2 separate regions of the Mus musculus genome follow, and region 1 is linked to region 2. Evidence: chromatin contacts called from public Hi-C data. All regions are on one chromosome and are shown on one strand. Each heading gives the region's core, a stretch centred on a gene start, on an enhancer-like site or on the middle of the called end of the contact. The rest is flanking DNA. Distances are from core to core; before and after follow the strand shown. Region 1 has its middle 420 kb from the start of Mir6343. Region 2 has its middle 20 kb from the start of Gm32622.

Region 1 (3,447 bases), core at 906-3,405, 1.0 Mb after region 2:
TTGTCAGTAATAATGCTATCATAATAGCAAACAATATTCCACTTGGGTTATTGAAAAATCTTAGCATTTCTACTCTAAGAAATTCATGTTTCAGATTTTTCTGTAGCATTCACCTTGTTTCTTTTCCTTAAAATGATAAGCTGGGTGATGTTGGTGCACACCTTTGATCCCAGCACTTGGGAGACAGATGCAGGTGGATTTCTGTGAGTTCCAGGCCAGCCTGGTCTACAGAGGTAGTTCCAGAACATCCAAGGCTATACCAAAATCCCTATCTCAAATCCTGCTCCCTCCCCACCACAAAAAAGTTTCACCTCTTTGAGGCTTACTTAACCCTTCCATAGGACTTAATCCTGTCATCTAGCATGTCAGCATGGTTTATCTTGATCTCTTACTGCAGAGGTTTCCCACCCACCCCACACAGCTCTCATCAGATTTATAAACTTTCTTCCTTGATTCTTCTGCTTTCAATCCTTTCCCTTCATTCCTACCTTAAGGGGTTGCTCTACATTGGGAGGATGTAATGCCCTTTCCTCTGAGTGTTGACATGAAAATTAAATATCACAGACTAGTCCAGCATCCATGGTCACAGAGAGAGACAGAGTTTGTGTTCAAACTCAAATGTTCTATCTTTCCATTCAAAGATTTTCCTAATTCTGCACATATATTCCTGCATATTGGTGCTGATTTACATTGAATTTGTATTCAACTACCTCTCTTGTTGATTTTTACATAAGTCAATATAAATTTGACCTAACTGGTATCCTAAAACTTTGACACCAACGAGAGAATTTAAAAGACTCTCAATACTTTTTAAAAAGCTCTTGCAGCCACTGTTTTGATCTGACCTAGACCACCTCCTTAGCTCCATTCTTCTCATTTGAGTAGTTTTTAGAACTAAAACACCATTGTTAGCCAACAAATGGAAAACACTTCATGGGATTCCATAACTGACAGAGAAGCCTCATTTGAGATGTCCACACTGGTGAACCTTGGATGCTATAGCTTTGTCTCACATTTAAACCAAGCCAGTGGACCCAACTTCACCCAACTCTGAGCAGTTTCTTACCCTTTAGGTCAGCATTGTGTTTAGGACGGAGCATGGTTACATAAGTCACCACAAAAACATTTCACAGTGACTCAGTTTTATAAAGTATGCATGTGGTGGGACAATAAACAAGCAGAGCTGAGCTTGCAAGCTGGAACGTGCTTACCAATAACTCCGTGTTCAAAAGGGATGATCTGTAACTTTGGCCGCTCACTGTCCTGCGACAGTGCCAAGACTAACAGCTAAGTTTTTGTTATCTGAATCTGTATTTTCATAGACTTTTGTATTTATGTCAAAAGAAAAAAAAACATAAGATGAGCTATGCCAGTTTGACTTTGAGATCATAGGAATGAAAATAAGGGAACAGAGAGTAAGAACATATATAGCCTTTGCTTTTAAATTTTTGGTGTGCAACATCTGGGTGAATTCAGACCCAATATGTGACCCTGCAGAGAAGCTGATGTCTGTAATAAGAAACAGTAAGATAAACAGGGTAGAATCCATGTCCAATAAGCTGTATGCAATGAAAATAGGAGTAGACACTACAGCAGGAAGTAGTAAAGAAAGAACAACCTCAGGTTAAGCTCCTCTTGACAATGTCTGTATCATGGACTTATTCCCCAATGCCTAACTTGGCTTTGCATCAGGGTATCGATGGAGGATGTGACTCGGGATAAAGGCTCTTGGAGAGGCTTCAAGAAGTAAAGAGCCAGTGATGATGCTAAAGCTGGGGCCAGCACTACAGTGAAAATTTGGTTTGTGTAAGAACATTTGCTCTTAAATGATGATAATACAAATGTGCCCTTAGTCCCCATCTTCTGCTGATTGTATTGTGCTGTTATGTGGATGTACTAGGGCATGGAGACAGAACTCTGAAACACTTTCAAAGTCCTTATGCACTGGTCTGACTTTAATATAACTTCATTTACTTAGGAGTATTTGGCTTTCCATGAAAATGAGACTCTCTCCTGAGATATAAATTCCTCTCCAACAGTCTCTAAGCTGACTCTGAATTTTTGTAACTGCCTCTTGTGTTACTCATAGCTCTGACCTATTTTGTTTAAGTGCACCATTGCCCCAGGGGAACTACTCTTTCTTATTATGACACAAGATCCAATTATCCAATGAGTCAGTATCACCCAAGAGATAACATACATGTTTCTCCTCTGAAGACTTCCTTAGACAGAATGACTCTATAAGAGACCAATGGGATTTTCTCTAAAAGCAATCATTTATACCGCGATTAATTCATGTTCAAACACTCCCCTGATGTGTCATTTGTCTCCTTTGTACAAAGCACATATTGATTAAGAATATTTTAGCGCCTTCAGATTTAATGATGAACTCCAAGTAATAATGATAAACTACGAAAATAGCTTGTGTTTCATCCTTCATGATCTCTATAATCCTTGACAATAGAGGATCAATTAACTTTAGGATAAGTTTAGCTGAAAAGATCTATTTTAGCCATGCTGTCTGAAGTTTTATTTTGCACCTCCAAGAAAATAAATTGTCTAATCATTCATACACACAAATATTTCACTTTCCAGACCAAAAAGATAACTGTGCATCCAATCACCTTCATTTAATATATGATCCTTGGCTAAGTTTTCATATATTTAGTGTTTTTTAAATAATGTCCATCTTAGATAGTCTTGAGTAGCTCAAAATGATTTGACTGTAAACCAGTATTTATGTAGGAAATTCAGGATGCCTTAAGGTGTCTGTGTAAGTGGCAGAACTGGAAGGAAGGACAAATAAAAATAGAAAATAAAGGGCAGGTAGTCATTTACATTGTGACTATCCTTGGGAGCAGGGATGAGTTACACCCACCTTTCACTTGTTCCCTTGCTTAATTTAGTTTGCTCTGCTCCAATCATTTTGGATTGATGGGTGAGCTACTGAAGATTTCAGTTCTACCGTAGTCTGGACCCTTGGGTAATAACAAAGATAACATCTGTGATTTTTCCCACACACCCATTTTGCTGCATATCTCTGGCTTCAAGGTCATTCCACTTGCCACCATATAATTTATCATGAAGTATGTCCAACATCAGTCTTCTAGACTTCCTCTTTCAGATACTGACCATGTCTCTGTAAAGACAGGCAGGCCTCACACAATTAGTCGTTTTGTTTGTCTCTCTGACAAGGTAGGGCTACAGTACACAGATAGTCAGCAAATATAGCCAATGAAGAGATATAAATATAGCTCAGCTTTGAGATGAAGGAGCCAACCCACTGTGATGGTTAATCACTCTTAACTTGACATCATCTAGAGTCACCTAGGATACAACATCTGGGCATTTTCATAGGATACCAACATCTGGCCATTTCTCTGGGAGTTTCCATATTCGATTAAATAAGTGAGAGGGTCCATGTAAAATGTGGACAATTGCATGCCA
Region 2 (3,582 bases), core at 589-3,088:
ATGAAAGGCCAAAGCTTAAGCAACTTCTAGACATTTGTTTACCCACGGCCACCTGATGGGATTAAGCATATGATTTTTCTAAGTATCAGCTGTGAAGGGTCTGGTGGCTGTGTCTTATTCCATTTTGCTTTATGACCGACTGACTAATGGCATGCCATAATCGTTATGGCCCCTGTTGGGTTGGGACAAGTATGTACTTCCTAACACACACACACACACACACACACACACACACACACACACACCCCTTAAACTTAGTTCTCTGCTGTGTCATTCATCATGCAGACTCTTTCAGTCAACAGTATATACACTGTAAGTGTTGAGTGCAGCCACCTCACCAATGACCCATATCTCACACTGCAGGAAACTCTGATCCATTGCCAGCTCTGCTTTTGGGCTTCACACCTGAAGGCTCAGAGAGGTGAAGTGATATTACTCAGATTTCATATATAGCTCATGACAAAGATTATCCTAGACCGCGGGCCCTTTGTGTGTAATGAGTTTATTTCTTGAGCACTTCACTGCCTTCAGGATTGGTGTGTTTAATCACATTAAAGTGATGAGTAGGGTGTTACAGAGTTCTTATGTCAGCTTATGTTATCTTTATCCTCTCATGGAGGGAGCAGAAATAAAGTTAGCCCACAGAGTTGAAAAATAGGACTTAAAACATTTTGGATTATCTTGTGTTGTGGACTGAATTGTGCCTTATACCCCAAAGATATGCCAAAGCCTTACCTGTCTGTACCTGTTCAATGTGACCCTACTGAGAGCAGGATCTCCATAGATACCATCATACTAAGAGGAGCCAAAATGGATTATGGTAAGCCCAAATCCAGTGTGTCTTCATAGGGAGAGAGATTTGGGTACAGAGACACACACAGGGCAGGTGAAGAAGAAGGCAGAGGTTAGTGTTAATCCCTGCTACCACACAGGGGATGGCGGCACCAGCTGGCCATGACTAGGGACCAGGAAGAGGCAAGAAAGCATTCTTTCTTAGAGCCTAGCTCTGCCTTGATTGTGAACTTTAACCTTTGGAACTATGTCATGTTTTAAATGACCAGTGAAGGCATTATTAGAGCCAGACTTTGAAACTAACAGAAATTGATAGACATGACAGGGAGGCTGGGAATTCAAAGGCAAAACTAACTCCATTTCTTTCCTGGAAATAAGTTACCAGATAGAAAGTGCCTGCATGTTCCCCCCTCCTCTGGCAGACCCCACCCCCCATTCCCTTCCTCCATCCCTACCCCCCCCCAACCCCAGCTGAGCATATGCAGATGATTGAAGTGCCTGTGGTCTGGGGTTTCTCTCCATCAGCAAAGGAAGTGATCTCGCCACACATTCCCTCGGGGCCACTCTGTCTTGTGTAGGAGAGTGAGTCCTTCAGTCAGGATCTCTTCCAGGGTTCATAAAAAATGTACAAATTCAGTCCTTGTGCAGTTAACATTCACCAAAGAATTTGCCCATCCATGCATTTCATCCTTCTGTCCCAGTGAAATCATTTCTTGGAATGGAAACAGACATACCCAGAGATGACATCGGTCTCCACCCCCCGAATCTTGCTGTCCCGGTTGTATGGTGATCTGAATGCTGGTCCTCCTTCTCTGCAGGAAATGACACTGAGCGCTGTGAATTACCACCTTCTGCTTGAGCAGTTCAGCCTCCTCTTCCCCTTGGATGCCTCACTTTCAATCCATTTACAGTCATTTGCATGCGGAGGTCTTTATCCTCAGCATCAAGTGTTAGTGGACCTTTAGGGAAGTTGCATCCAGGCGATCTGCTTAGCTTCTGAAAGCCTTCTCCAGATAATCCAGCAAAACCCACCACCCTGGGGACCTGGGTTGTTCTGATTCCCTTTTCTGACAGATGCTAGGGTCATTTTTCTTACACCTTGGTATGTGCTGCTCTCCTGTGCTTAATTCTATTAGTGACTTATACCAGACAGGAAAGTCATTTGCTATTAAAATCAAGTGTGTTCATCTCAGAAGGAAAAATCCCAAGACTTCTGCTCCTTCTGAGCCCCGAACCAGCAGCAGAGCCCGGGAAAAGCTCCACACCCATCATTGCTGTCAATCTGTGCCTCTTGCTGGGAAAGTGTGAAAGCCTGTTAGGTAAAGGAGGGCAAGAGGTGAATCAGAAACCATCCACCAAGCTGGTCTAAGGCCACCGCTGATGCCAGTACCCTTTCTGGTGACTTCCAGCTGCCACTGGAGACTGTTCAGCACATCTGCCTCATGTGCTGGTCTGTTGGTGGCCACATATGTGCTCTTCTGCTAAGCTTCATTTCCCAGTTTCTTTGCAGCCAGCTGGTCACATGACCCAGTTATGGCTAGTGATGTGTAATTAGAAGTTGGCTGGGGATTTGGGGGAATTCTTTTCCTTTTTAATATAGGCATGTTTCTTCCTGCTCCATTCTTTTTTCTTCTTCTTGGAGTATCTATGAAATGTCTGGAGCCAGAACAATCATCATGTGACTTGTAGTGACAGCTAAGGGAATTGTAGAGACACTGTGCTGGTGCAGGTAGTTGCTTAGCCAACACTAGGAACCTTGGCTTATTAGCCTTTCTTTCTTTACTCCACACTTCCTCCAGGAAGAAATACAATGCTCATTCTATCCATAGCACTAACTTAAGATTCCTGCTACATCCGGTTGAACTCCACTGCCTCCTTGGGGGTTCCAGAAATCCACCATGCCTCTGACTTCATGATCTGTGGTGCTGGAAGGACCATGAGTTAGAGGTGGGGATAGGCAGGGCACTCATGTGCTCTGTGCCATATATCATCCCTTTTTCTGATTCTCACTTTACCCTCTGGCTGAGAATTTTGTTGGTGTTCTGCATCCATTATGTGCCTTTGTCACGTAGCTTATCCTAGACCAAATCATGTAATATAAGACTTTTTGCCAGACCCCAAAACTTATACAAGCAGCTATTTTCCCTTGGGTGACTTCCCATGACTCTCTCTGGGCTCTCTCATCTCCCTGTCACGACAGCTTCTCTCTTACATCAGCCTGTCTCTTTTGATGACGTTCTTTACCGGGTTTTAAAGGGAACCCTCTTCTTTTCTTTAAGGACCTGTTAGGCTGTTGTTAACACATTGTATGTTTTAAAAACATTCTTCCACCACAAAGGCCTGGTCATGCTCCTGAGGCCCTTTCTTCTATTAAGCCTCCTCATCCCCAAAGGACAATCATATGTCAAGTCCTTTCAGAAACCAACAACAGTGCCTCCCCTTCTTCAATATCTAACAGTTATGTGTTTTTGGTTTGCAGGGCATTGCTTTTAATGAACAGGATCTTTGTTGTTTCCTCACTAATTTTCCAATGTCTGAAAGAAAAAAGGAAACACAGACAAGGATGCCTAGTGGTCTTGGGGGGAAAATAAGGTATCTCTAAGTGAATTGGGAAGTTTGAAGTTTTGGAAATTGACAAAATGACACTTTTGAACACGTCATTCTGATTAGGGACCTACACAGGAAAACCAGAAACATTGCTGGTCTGGTTCATCTCTTTTCTCCACATGTTCTCTAAAAGCTTGTTCCAGAATATTTGAGGAACCATTTGCTACCACAATCTAAAGCAGT

What was found. A called contact is a pair of places that touch in the nucleus more often than the background predicts.
Region 1: a contact with region 2 is called in a Hi-C map of adipose-derived mesenchymal stem cells, with 2.6 times the contacts expected there. The contact joins two enhancer-like sites.

What each region holds. Positions count from the first base shown.
Region 1 is chr1:76,926,091-76,929,537 of GRCm38.p6, forward strand. No RefSeq gene overlaps it. Among named protein-coding and RNA genes, the nearest start is that of Mir6343, 420 kb to the left of the region's middle. Within about 2 kb of position 2,156, at least 11 of the 459 cell types and tissues checked have an H3K27ac peak or open chromatin away from gene starts, as enhancers often do. A contact at or near this core is called in adipose-derived mesenchymal stem cells, where this site is marked.
Region 2 is chr1:75,915,048-75,918,629 of GRCm38.p6, forward strand. No RefSeq gene overlaps it. Among named protein-coding and RNA genes, the nearest start is that of Gm32622, 20 kb to the right of the region's middle. Within about 2 kb of position 1,839, at least 5 of the 459 cell types and tissues checked have an H3K27ac peak or open chromatin away from gene starts, as enhancers often do. A contact at or near this core is called in adipose-derived mesenchymal stem cells, where this site is marked.